Linked DNA regions of Mus musculus: all the other regions are linked to region 2. The links are chromatin contacts, called in public HiChIP or PLAC-seq and promoter capture Hi-C maps. All regions are on one chromosome and are shown on one strand. The core of a region is the stretch at or near the end of the contact, and the rest is flanking DNA. Distances in the headings are between cores, read along the strand shown.

Evidence for each region. Promoter capture Hi-C pulls out the DNA fragments that hold promoters and counts their contacts. HiChIP or PLAC-seq counts read pairs in DNA pulled down with a chosen protein or histone mark.
Region 1: a contact with region 2 is called in an H3K4me3 HiChIP or PLAC-seq map of fetal liver, with 4 times the contacts expected there. The contact joins the enhancer-like site here to the promoter of Usp42 in region 2. A contact is called at or near these places in 21 of 39 promoter capture datasets (the 3T3-L1 cell line, 3T3-L1-derived adipocytes, the C10 cell line and 14 more), 1 of 15 datasets of contacts at CTCF or cohesin (large pre-B cells), 10 of 484 Hi-C or Micro-C datasets (CD8 T cells, the G1E-ER4 cell line, the N1E-115 cell line and 7 more), 34 of 115 datasets of contacts at active chromatin or transcription factors (the 230-238 cell line, the NIH/3T3 cell line, the SCID.adh cell line and 21 more) and 4 of 9 other capture datasets (adipose tissue, embryonic stem cells, liver and 1 more).
Region 3: a contact with region 2 is called in a promoter capture Hi-C map of the HPC-7 cell line, with 4 times the contacts expected there. The contact joins the promoter of Ankrd61 here to the promoter of Usp42 in region 2. A contact is called at or near these places in 19 of 39 promoter capture datasets (3T3-L1-derived adipocytes, the C10 cell line, the HPC-7 cell line and 13 more), 2 of 15 datasets of contacts at CTCF or cohesin (CD8 T cells and the NIH/3T3 cell line), 61 of 484 Hi-C or Micro-C datasets (the AML12 cell line, the Ba/F3 cell line, the C2C12 cell line and 41 more), 37 of 115 datasets of contacts at active chromatin or transcription factors (the 230-238 cell line, the NIH/3T3 cell line, the SCID.adh cell line and 25 more) and 4 of 9 other capture datasets (adipose tissue, embryonic stem cells, liver and 1 more).

What each region holds. Positions count from the first base shown.
Region 1 is chr5:143,566,418-143,569,400 of GRCm38.p6, reverse strand. No RefSeq gene overlaps it. Among named protein-coding and RNA genes, the nearest start is that of Fam220a, 19 kb to the right of the region's middle. Within about 2 kb of position 1,625, at least 28 of the 459 cell types and tissues checked have an H3K27ac peak or open chromatin away from gene starts, as enhancers often do. A contact at or near this core is called in the G1E-ER4 cell line, the HPC-7 cell line, bone marrow-derived macrophages and 3 more, where this site is marked.
Region 2 is chr5:143,730,688-143,733,588 of GRCm38.p6, reverse strand. It overlaps Usp42 (ubiquitin specific peptidase 42), which reads left to right and starts at 1,309. Exons shown (of 18, transcript NM_029749.2): 1 at 1,309-1,426. Gm38737 (a long non-coding RNA gene) reads right to left here and starts at 1,134. Exons shown (of 3, transcript XR_868672.3): 1 at 1-1,134.
Region 3 is chr5:143,893,356-143,896,323 of GRCm38.p6, reverse strand. Ankrd61 (ankyrin repeat domain 61) reads left to right here and starts at 1,257. Exons shown (of 3, transcript NM_025732.4): 1 at 1,257-1,552; 2 at 2,691-2,788. The coding sequence starts at 1,340. The region is part of intron 11 of Eif2ak1 (eukaryotic translation initiation factor 2 alpha kinase 1); the gene reads right to left.

The DNA of each region.
Region 1 (2,983 bases), core at 376-2,875, 160 kb after region 2:
GTGTGTGTGTGTGTGTGTATACACACACGTTCTCATGGGACTAGAGAGATAGTGGCTCACTGGTTCCAGGTTCTTGCAGCTCTTACAGAGGACTCCAGTTCAGTTTCCACCCTCATCTAATGGTTCACAACCACCTATAACTCCAGCTCCAGGGGACTGGACTCGGGTAACCTGCACAAACGTGGCTCTCTCTCTCTCTCTCACACACACACAGATAAAATAATAAAACTATTTCTCAAAACAAAAAAGAACATACAGAATCCTGAGTTCAGAACCATGAATCTATTTTGTTGTCTCATTTGTTATACAAAACACATTTTTAACTTCTATCAAACTGTTCTATATGTAATCCACTTCCTTATGTTTTAACAAATAAGCAAAGCTATGTAAAATCTAGTGCTTCTCAAGTATCTATGTACACTGGGGCTACAGATGTGACCCAGGAGGTTGGCTGCCTAGCATCCACAGGGCCCTGGGTTCAGTCTTCAGCGATGGATATCATGTACACACAATTCAATGTATTATCATGGGCCATGTAGTCTTATGGAGTGTAACTTCAAGTATAAAAAATAATACAAATGGGAAACTTATCAAATGCGAGTTAAACCTAGACATGGGGCTGATCCATAGAACTCTCTCTGTAGGCTAGGCTGGCCTTGAACTCACAGAGATCACCTGCCTCTGTCTTTCAAGTGCTGGGATTAAAAACATGGACTTACCACCACCCAGCTTCAAAATACTCTTTAAAACAATTTTTTAAAAGCCAGACATGAGGATGTATGCTTATAATCCCATTACCCAGGTGGGTGAAGCAGGGTAGCCAAGAGTTCTAGGTCAGCCTGGGCTATACAGTGGGTTCAGTATGCAGGTCAGTCAGAGTTACATATTGTTTGTATAGAAAAAGAATACATGTGTGTGAGATTTCACATATATATATATGAAATATATATGAAAATTTTATATATTCATATATATTATATATATTTCATATATAGATAGATTTCATATATTATATATATAATTTCACATATATATGAATATACATATATGTATATATGTGTATGTGAAATTCTCTCATTCATATATATACATATATGAATGAGAGAATTCATATATATGAATATATATTATGAATGAATTCATATTCATGAATATATATATATATATATATGAATGAATAAAATGTGAGTTTGATAGTTTGACAGAAGCGGGGAGACGAGAGGCAGGAAGGGAAGAAGATAGAAACAGGTAGACAAAGAGACCTCAATAAACTAACCACTTAAAGAGAAAGCTTTTGGAAAGCAGCTCATTTGCCTAGGTGGACATGTGGCTCCCTCTGCTGGCAGGTCTGATCCTTGCATGCACAGACACGGTAAGTTTGTCTTCCTAGCTCCAAATGAAGGACCTTCCTTGATCCACACTACCTTTCAGGGGTATCACAAGCACTGTGGCTCCCGGAAGTTCCCCTTCAGGTTAGATTTTCTACTGACATCTTTGCGTGTGTGACATTGGGAAAGGAAACCACTAGGACACACGCCCATCCTCTAAAACAATTTGAGTTGCTGTGGATTGAACCCAACGGCTCCTGCGTGCTACCCAGGGACCCCTTGAACAACTATGCCGAGCTGGATGTGCTGGCACGCACCTTCAACCCCAGGACTTGGGAGAGAGAAGTATATACCAACCTCATCTACAGAGTGAGTTCCAAGACAACAGAGGTTTTTTTGTTGTGTTTGTTTTAAGGTCTTAGGGAGCTGGCTCAGTGGTTAGCAGCACTGGCTGCTCTTCCAGAGGACCCGAGTTCAGGCCACAGCACCTACCTGGAGGCTTACGACTCTGTAACTCCAGACCCAGGGAGTCTCATGCCTGTCTGGATTTGTAGTCACCATTGTTGGAGGCATAGGGAGTTGGGGCCCAGTCTGGACTATAGGAGACCCTGCCTCAAAAGCACGGTGTCTTAATGAGCTTCATAAAGCAAGAATTTAAAGCTCACCATCCTATGAGCTTTATCTTTGCTGAACAACTTTGAAAACAAGCTGTGCTGGTGCAATGACTCAGCAGGTAACGGTGCTTGCCACCAAGCCCGAGTTCATATGTACAAGAGGATGTTCTCTGGACTCTACCTCTGTGCAATGGGTGTACATGTACACGTACACACACACACACACACACACACACACACACACACACACACACACACACACACACACACAACCTGTAATGAAAACTCTTTTAGAAAACTCTTTATTTATTTATTTATTTATTTATTTATTTATTTATTTATTTATTTATTTATTTATTTATTTAGAGACAGGGACACTATATGGTCTAAGCTAGCCTCGAACTATATAGATCAGACTGGCCTCAAATTCACAGAGATCCACCTGCCTCTATCTCTCATGTGCCTGGCTTCCTTCCTCAAATTTTTTTTTTTTGTTTTTTTTTTTTGTTTTTCGAGACAGGGTGTCTCTGTCTAGCTCTGGCTGTCCTGGAACTCACTTTGTAGACCAGGCTGGCCTCGAACTCAGAAATCCTCCTGCCTCTGCCTCCCAAGTGCTGGGATTAAAGGCATGCGCCACCACGCCCGGCTCAAATTTTTACTGTACAAATATACAGCTCTTTAATGAAAGGTTGAGCTTGAAGTACAAACTAAAGGCCTCTTGAGTTCTGGTAACAAATGTACACATTATATAGTGACTTCCACATTAGCACTATTTAACACACACACTCATCCACAAAACCAATGTTTAACAACAACAACAAAAAAAAAATTGTTAAATACTTGAGGGGCTGGAGAGATGGCTCAGAGGTTAAGAGCACTGGATGCTTTTCCAGAGGTCCCAAGTTCAATTCTCAGTAGCCACATGGTGGCTCACAACCATCTGTGATGGGATCTGATGCTCTCTTCTGGTGTGCATGAAGAGTGAGCACTTATACATATTATGCATATATGTAATATGATAAAGTTATATATATTATGTAA
Region 2 (2,901 bases), core at 60-2,559:
AAAAGTTGTGGTGTTAATTTTGACAGGAGATGCTGAAATGTGAGCAACTAGGATTCTCTTTCTCCTTTTTAATTCCTCAAAGTACTTGAGTTTTTTGCTCCAAATACTCAATAGACATTTTATAGCCAACCTATAGGGACTGTAATGAAGTTGGTAGCATGAGTAGGTATAGGCTCCTGACCTCTTTATAATGTTAAAAGCTTAACATAGCATGCTGTGGCTGGAATAAATGAAAGGAAAAAGGAAATATGGAGTTGGGTGTTTTGTTTTGAGACTGGGAGTCCTTCTGTAGCACAGGGTGTCTTCAAACTTGTGATTCTCCTGTCTCAGACTCACCTGTACTGGGAATCATTAAAATGGGACTTTTAATGCCCAAGCTAAAGAGCTTAGCTTCTTCTTCTGATCTGTGTTTTAAAATAAAACAAAAAACTGTGTCCACAAGAGTATAGTGAAACCAGAGTGGAGTGCTGGAGGAGTCAGTTAGACTAGGCTTAGTGAGAGAGAAGGCAAGTGGGTGGTGGGCAGGACCACAGCTCTTTAGGTCAGTAGGGTGTAGTGAACTGGTGGTCTAGGGGGTGAAAGGTTTTGATCAGCAGTGAATGCTCTTCAGGGGTGTGTACTAAATGGGTACCACAGGCAGGCGCTGGAGGGGAGAGAATACAAGGATGAACTACTTTGTCCAGCCTCAGGATCCAGGAAGTAACAAGAAGCATGACTGTAGGACTGGGGCGCAGTTGCCTCAATCTGGAGAGCTAAGACTTGAAGTGAGACGTTGAGGGGGGTGCATGGTCTGCTCTTTAGCCTGGCAGGGCTACGTAAGGTAGAGACAGCGGAGGCCCCATCGCGGTGAGGGCCCGTGGATCGCAGAGCCCAGTGGCCTCGCCACCGTAGTCCGCAGGGCCACGCGTAGGAGAGGCATGAGTCTCCCGGGATGGGAGCTCAGGTGTACTGGCTTTAGGGCCCCAACCCGGGCCACTCCGGGAACTCTGAACGGAAGCGGCCCCTCCCCGCCCTGCTGCCGGACACCCAGCCAATCAGTGCATCCCGCCAATCAGGGCGTCGGACCAATCAGTGTGCTTTCTCCGGCGGAGCCCGGCGCTTAGCTGACGCGTGAGGCCAGCCCGCGCCCCGCCGCCCTTGGGCGACGGCCCCTCCCGCGTTTGCCCGGCCCGTTAGCTGCGCGCCGCGCCTCTTGCGCGACGGCCCCTGGGCGGCGGAGGCCGTGGCGGCGGCGCGTGCGGGCGCGGCCCTGGTGCGCCCCCTGGCGGCCCGGCCGGCAAGCTGCGGGTGCGGCGCTGACCCGGAGGCGGCGGCGGCGGTGCCCGGATGGAGGCACGTCATTGTCCCCCGCCGGGCGGCTGGGCTGTGTGCGGCGGCGGCGGCGGCGGCGGCCGAGGGGGATGGAGCGAGTGCCGAGCCGGGTCAGGTAAGCTCCCGCCTCCTTCCCGCCCGCTGCAGGCCGGCGTGGGGCCGGGCCGCGTGTCCCTGGTTCGCGGCCTCAGCCGCCCCGCCGCCTTCAGCCGGCCGCGGCCCGCCGGGACTAGCGCGGCCCCTCGCCCGCCGCCCCCTCTACAGCCGCCGGGCGGCCCGGGGACCCCACGGCTGCGGGACTGGCGCTGCCGCCGCCCGGCCGGGCCAGGCCCGCAGAGCAGGAGGCGGTGGCCACGGCGGGCGGGCTCGCAGCGAAGGCAGCGCCGGGGTTGCACGGAAGGGCCGGACCCCCCTGGTTGCCATGGCCACAGCGCTCCCACCCCCACCGGCCCCAGCCCGCCCCCTCGGTCCGCTGCTCGGGCGGCCGGCAGCTACCGGGCCGCCCGGCGCGTTTGGAGCTGCCGGGGTGGGCGTGTGCACGCCGGGACAGTGTAGCCGGCGTAGCCGGCGTCCGGGGCCCGCCCGCCGCCCCCCCGCGTGGCTGCCACCTCCGGCTCCAGGGCGCCCCTCGGAGCTCCGGGCTGGCCTCCCCGCCCCCACCCCACCCCGACAAACTTTCCCACCCGGGCGCAGTCCACTAGGCTCCTCAGCAGAACACCCGAGTTGCCCACGCCGTAGCGGAGCGGACACCCGCAAGAGAGGCGGACAGCCGGGGGTGTTGGGGTGGGGGGGAGGAGCCCCGTAGCTCTTTCCCCTCCGAAAAAGCGAGTGTGCCTTCCTCCCCCAGGCTCTTTATCTTTTGGGGCACAGAGAACCAACTTACCTGGAGGAAAGGGCGGGTGGGAGGGATCAGATTCAGATGTTTGAAATGAAAATTTGACGGGACCAAAGTTTTACAATCTAGGACTTTAACCTCCCTAGAATACAGTTGAGATTACTTTTGTTGAATAGCTCTTTTATATCTGAAGGCCTTAGGACTTGCTTGTTTGTGGTTCTTTCAAGTAAATACACTCAAGTAACAAAAAGTGTCGGGGAAACTAGTTAACGCCCCTTTTACAAAGTAACAACCGGATCCAGGTTCGCACAGCTGTTTATGGAGGAGAACTTTTCTTCAAAGCATGCATTTTAAACGTTCTGCTTTTACCATGTCACTCATTCAGATGCTTAGGTCTGTGAATAATGAGTTACACTTATTTGTTTTTACTCAGGGACAGTTTCACTTTCTTTTCTGTAATCATTGATTCAAGACTACAGTAAGTACTTGGTTTGCAGAGTTTTACGGCTAATCATTCTGTTTACCAAAATACAATTAAAAACCAAGTGGTGTCTTTTTTTAAAGTTTCTTAAAACTGAAATGTTACCAGAACTTGTATAATACTGTTTATGAAGAGTTCGCATAACAGGTTTTTTTTAATGCGTTGACCTTATTTCTTCAGTGTATGTGGGGGGACACAATGTGTACATAGTGATATTCTTTCTTAAAATGAGAAAGATAAATGTAGCCTGGCATTTACTTATCGTAAAAGAGAC
Region 3 (2,968 bases), core at 8-2,507, 160 kb before region 2:
AGATCAGAGGTTCAAGGTCATCCTCAACTACATAGCAAGCTTGAAGCAAGCCAGAGCTGCAAGAGACTGTTTTGAATAATAGCAACAACATCACCATGTAACTGGGAGAAAAGATTTTACTAAAATTAAAGCTAACAGATTAAATGTAGTTCACTTTTATGTTAATATATGTCCTACTCTATTTTGGTCCTGCTAAGAGTTTGGTTTTTTAAAAATCGTATGTGCAGGGCTGAAGAGATGGCTTAGCAGTTAAGAGCACTGACTGCTCTTCCAGAGGTCCTGAGTTCAGTTCCCAGCAAGCACACAGTGGCTTACACCATCTATAATGGGATTCAATGCCCTCTTCTGGTGTGCATAAAGACAGCTACGGTGTACTCATCTACATAAAATAAATGAATAATTTTTTTCCATTTTATTTTTTTCCATTTCCAAATTTTTTATATTAGGTATTTTCTTCATTTACATTTCAAATACTATCCCAAAAGTCCCCCATACCACCCCCCACTCCCCTACCTACCCACTCCCACTTCTTGGCCCTGGCGTTTTCCTGTACTGAGGCATATAAAGTTTGCAAGACCAAGGGGTCTCTCTTCCCAATGATGGCCGACTAGGCCATCTTCTGCTACATATGCAGTTAAGAGTCACGAGCTCCGGGGTACTGGTTAGTTCATATTGTTGTTCCACCTATAGGGTTGCAGACCCCTTCAGCTCCTTGGGTACTTTCTCTAGCTCCTCCAAATTTTTTAAAAAACTGTGCATACATGGCATGGCATGGCATGGCATGGCGAGCGAGGTCAGAGGACAACCTTCAGGAGTCCCACTGTGTAGATCGTCAGGGTGGAGCTCAAGTGCTCATTCTTGGTGGCAGGCATCTTACCCTGGCCAGCTCACTTGGTCCTATTAGATTTAATTATAGTTGATATGTAAGGGAAAAGAGAAATGCTTTTAGCCATAAGGTGCCAGTTTGGTGTAAAAGCTGAGAAACGATGCTTGCAATTGGTACTATAAATGAGGGAACAAAATCTCGGGCTGGCTCCAGTATAACATGGATTCAGTGCACACGCCTTTAATCCCAGCACTTGGGAGGCAGAGGCTGGTGGGTCTCTACATTTGAGGCCAGCCTGATCTACACAGAGACTTCCAGAGAAAGCCTGTCTCAAAAAAAAAAAAAAAAAAAAACTGAAAAAAAAAATAAAAAGAACGAACAAAGGATTCTTTTGACAAACATAATTCTAGAACAGTTCTAGAACTGAGCCAAAGGAATCATCATGGTAAGAGAGACTAACCAATTCCATAGCAGCCTCCCTCACCTGTAAGCCCTTGCTCTAAAGCCGTTCTCATGGGAAACATAACCAAGAGAGGAAGCAGAGACCTGGTGGCTGACGGTGCCACGTTGGTGGAGGAGAGCCTGGCCACGACCCTGCACTCTAAACTGTATGAGGCCATCATCAAGGAAGACTGTAACACCATCAAGACACTTCTCAGAAACCACCCTGTCAACCAGCCCCTGACCATCCTGGCCAACTCCACCCGTTACAGACTACTGAGCCAGGTACTCCCTCCTCTCTGTCACAGTAAAGAAACAACAGAGCGGGAAGCGGTGGCACACCCTTTTAACCCCAGAACTTTGGAGGACTTCACAAAACATAGGGCTCCGCAGACCATCCCCCAGGTCCAGTACACATACCCTAGCCTGCAACTCCTCCATCCTGCGCCACACACAGATGGATGGATGGAACACAGCTTGTGTGGCTGGAAGAAGGGTACCCTCCTCCTCTCAGAACACACCCACAGCGACGATGTCATGTAAGGTGAATTATTTTTCACTTCCTATACACACCTTCCTAGATTTTCTGTTTGTTTGAGGCTGGGCTTACTCTATAGTCCAGGCTGGCCTAGAACTCACCATGTTACCCAAGCTTGCCTAAAGCAAGCAACAATCCTCCTGTCTCCACCTCCCAAGTGCTGGAATTATAGGTATGAGCCCCCAAAGCTGGTTGATCATTGCTTTTGTAATTAACTTTTTTTCTTTTCCAAAAAAGGAAAGTGGCCCCCGTCTTTGTCTCACTCGTCTGTCATCTTGCAGACATGGTGTGTTTTAGGACCCAGCATCCTCAGCTCTACCAATCACAGTAAGGACATGGACCACAGCACCTATGAAACCTTAGAAACCCACATTTTATAGCTCATGATGGCTTGGCAAGACCTAAACAAAATGTAACAAGTACTTGCTATTCAACTTGTGGGTTAATTTAAGGACTAAATGATTTCAGAGCAATTTGCTCCTGATTTTATAGCCAGAGACGGCCTCGTACTCCTGACTCTCCTGCACCTCCACCCCCCAGGGGCTAGGATTATTTACAGGTGAGCACTAACATGCTCAGCTCTAAAACACAAAGTGGGTCATTTAAATTCACCAGTTATGGTAATTTAAACTCAAGGAGAAAAGCTTCAGCCAGGAATGATAGCACATGCCTTAGGAGGCAGGGGCAGCTGGATCTGTCTGTGAATTCCAGGCTCCATCTACACAGGGAAACTCTCGCCAAGAAACAAAACAAAAACAAACAAACAAATAAATACAACATCTCAATGCATGAACTGAAGCCAAGCCAATGCTAACATCCTTAGACTGTGGACCAGTGAGCTGTGCCAAGTAACCATGTTTGTAATGCACTGTGGTTTCCCTGCAGCAGACACAGCCTATCTTTCCCATCCATCTGGCCGCCGAGTACCGCAAGCCACAAAGTTTGCTTTGCTTGTTACAACACGGTGCTGACCCAGAAGTAAGGTAAGTTACCTCAGCATGCTGTCAGGCCTAAGTGAAGAGGGGTGTGTGTGTGTGTGTGTGTGTGTGTGTGTGTGTGTGTGTGTGTATGTGTGTGTGTGTGTATGTGTGTGTGTGTGTGTGTGTGTGTGTGTGTGTGTGTGTGTGTGTGTATGTGTGTGTATGTGTGTGTGTGTGTGTGTG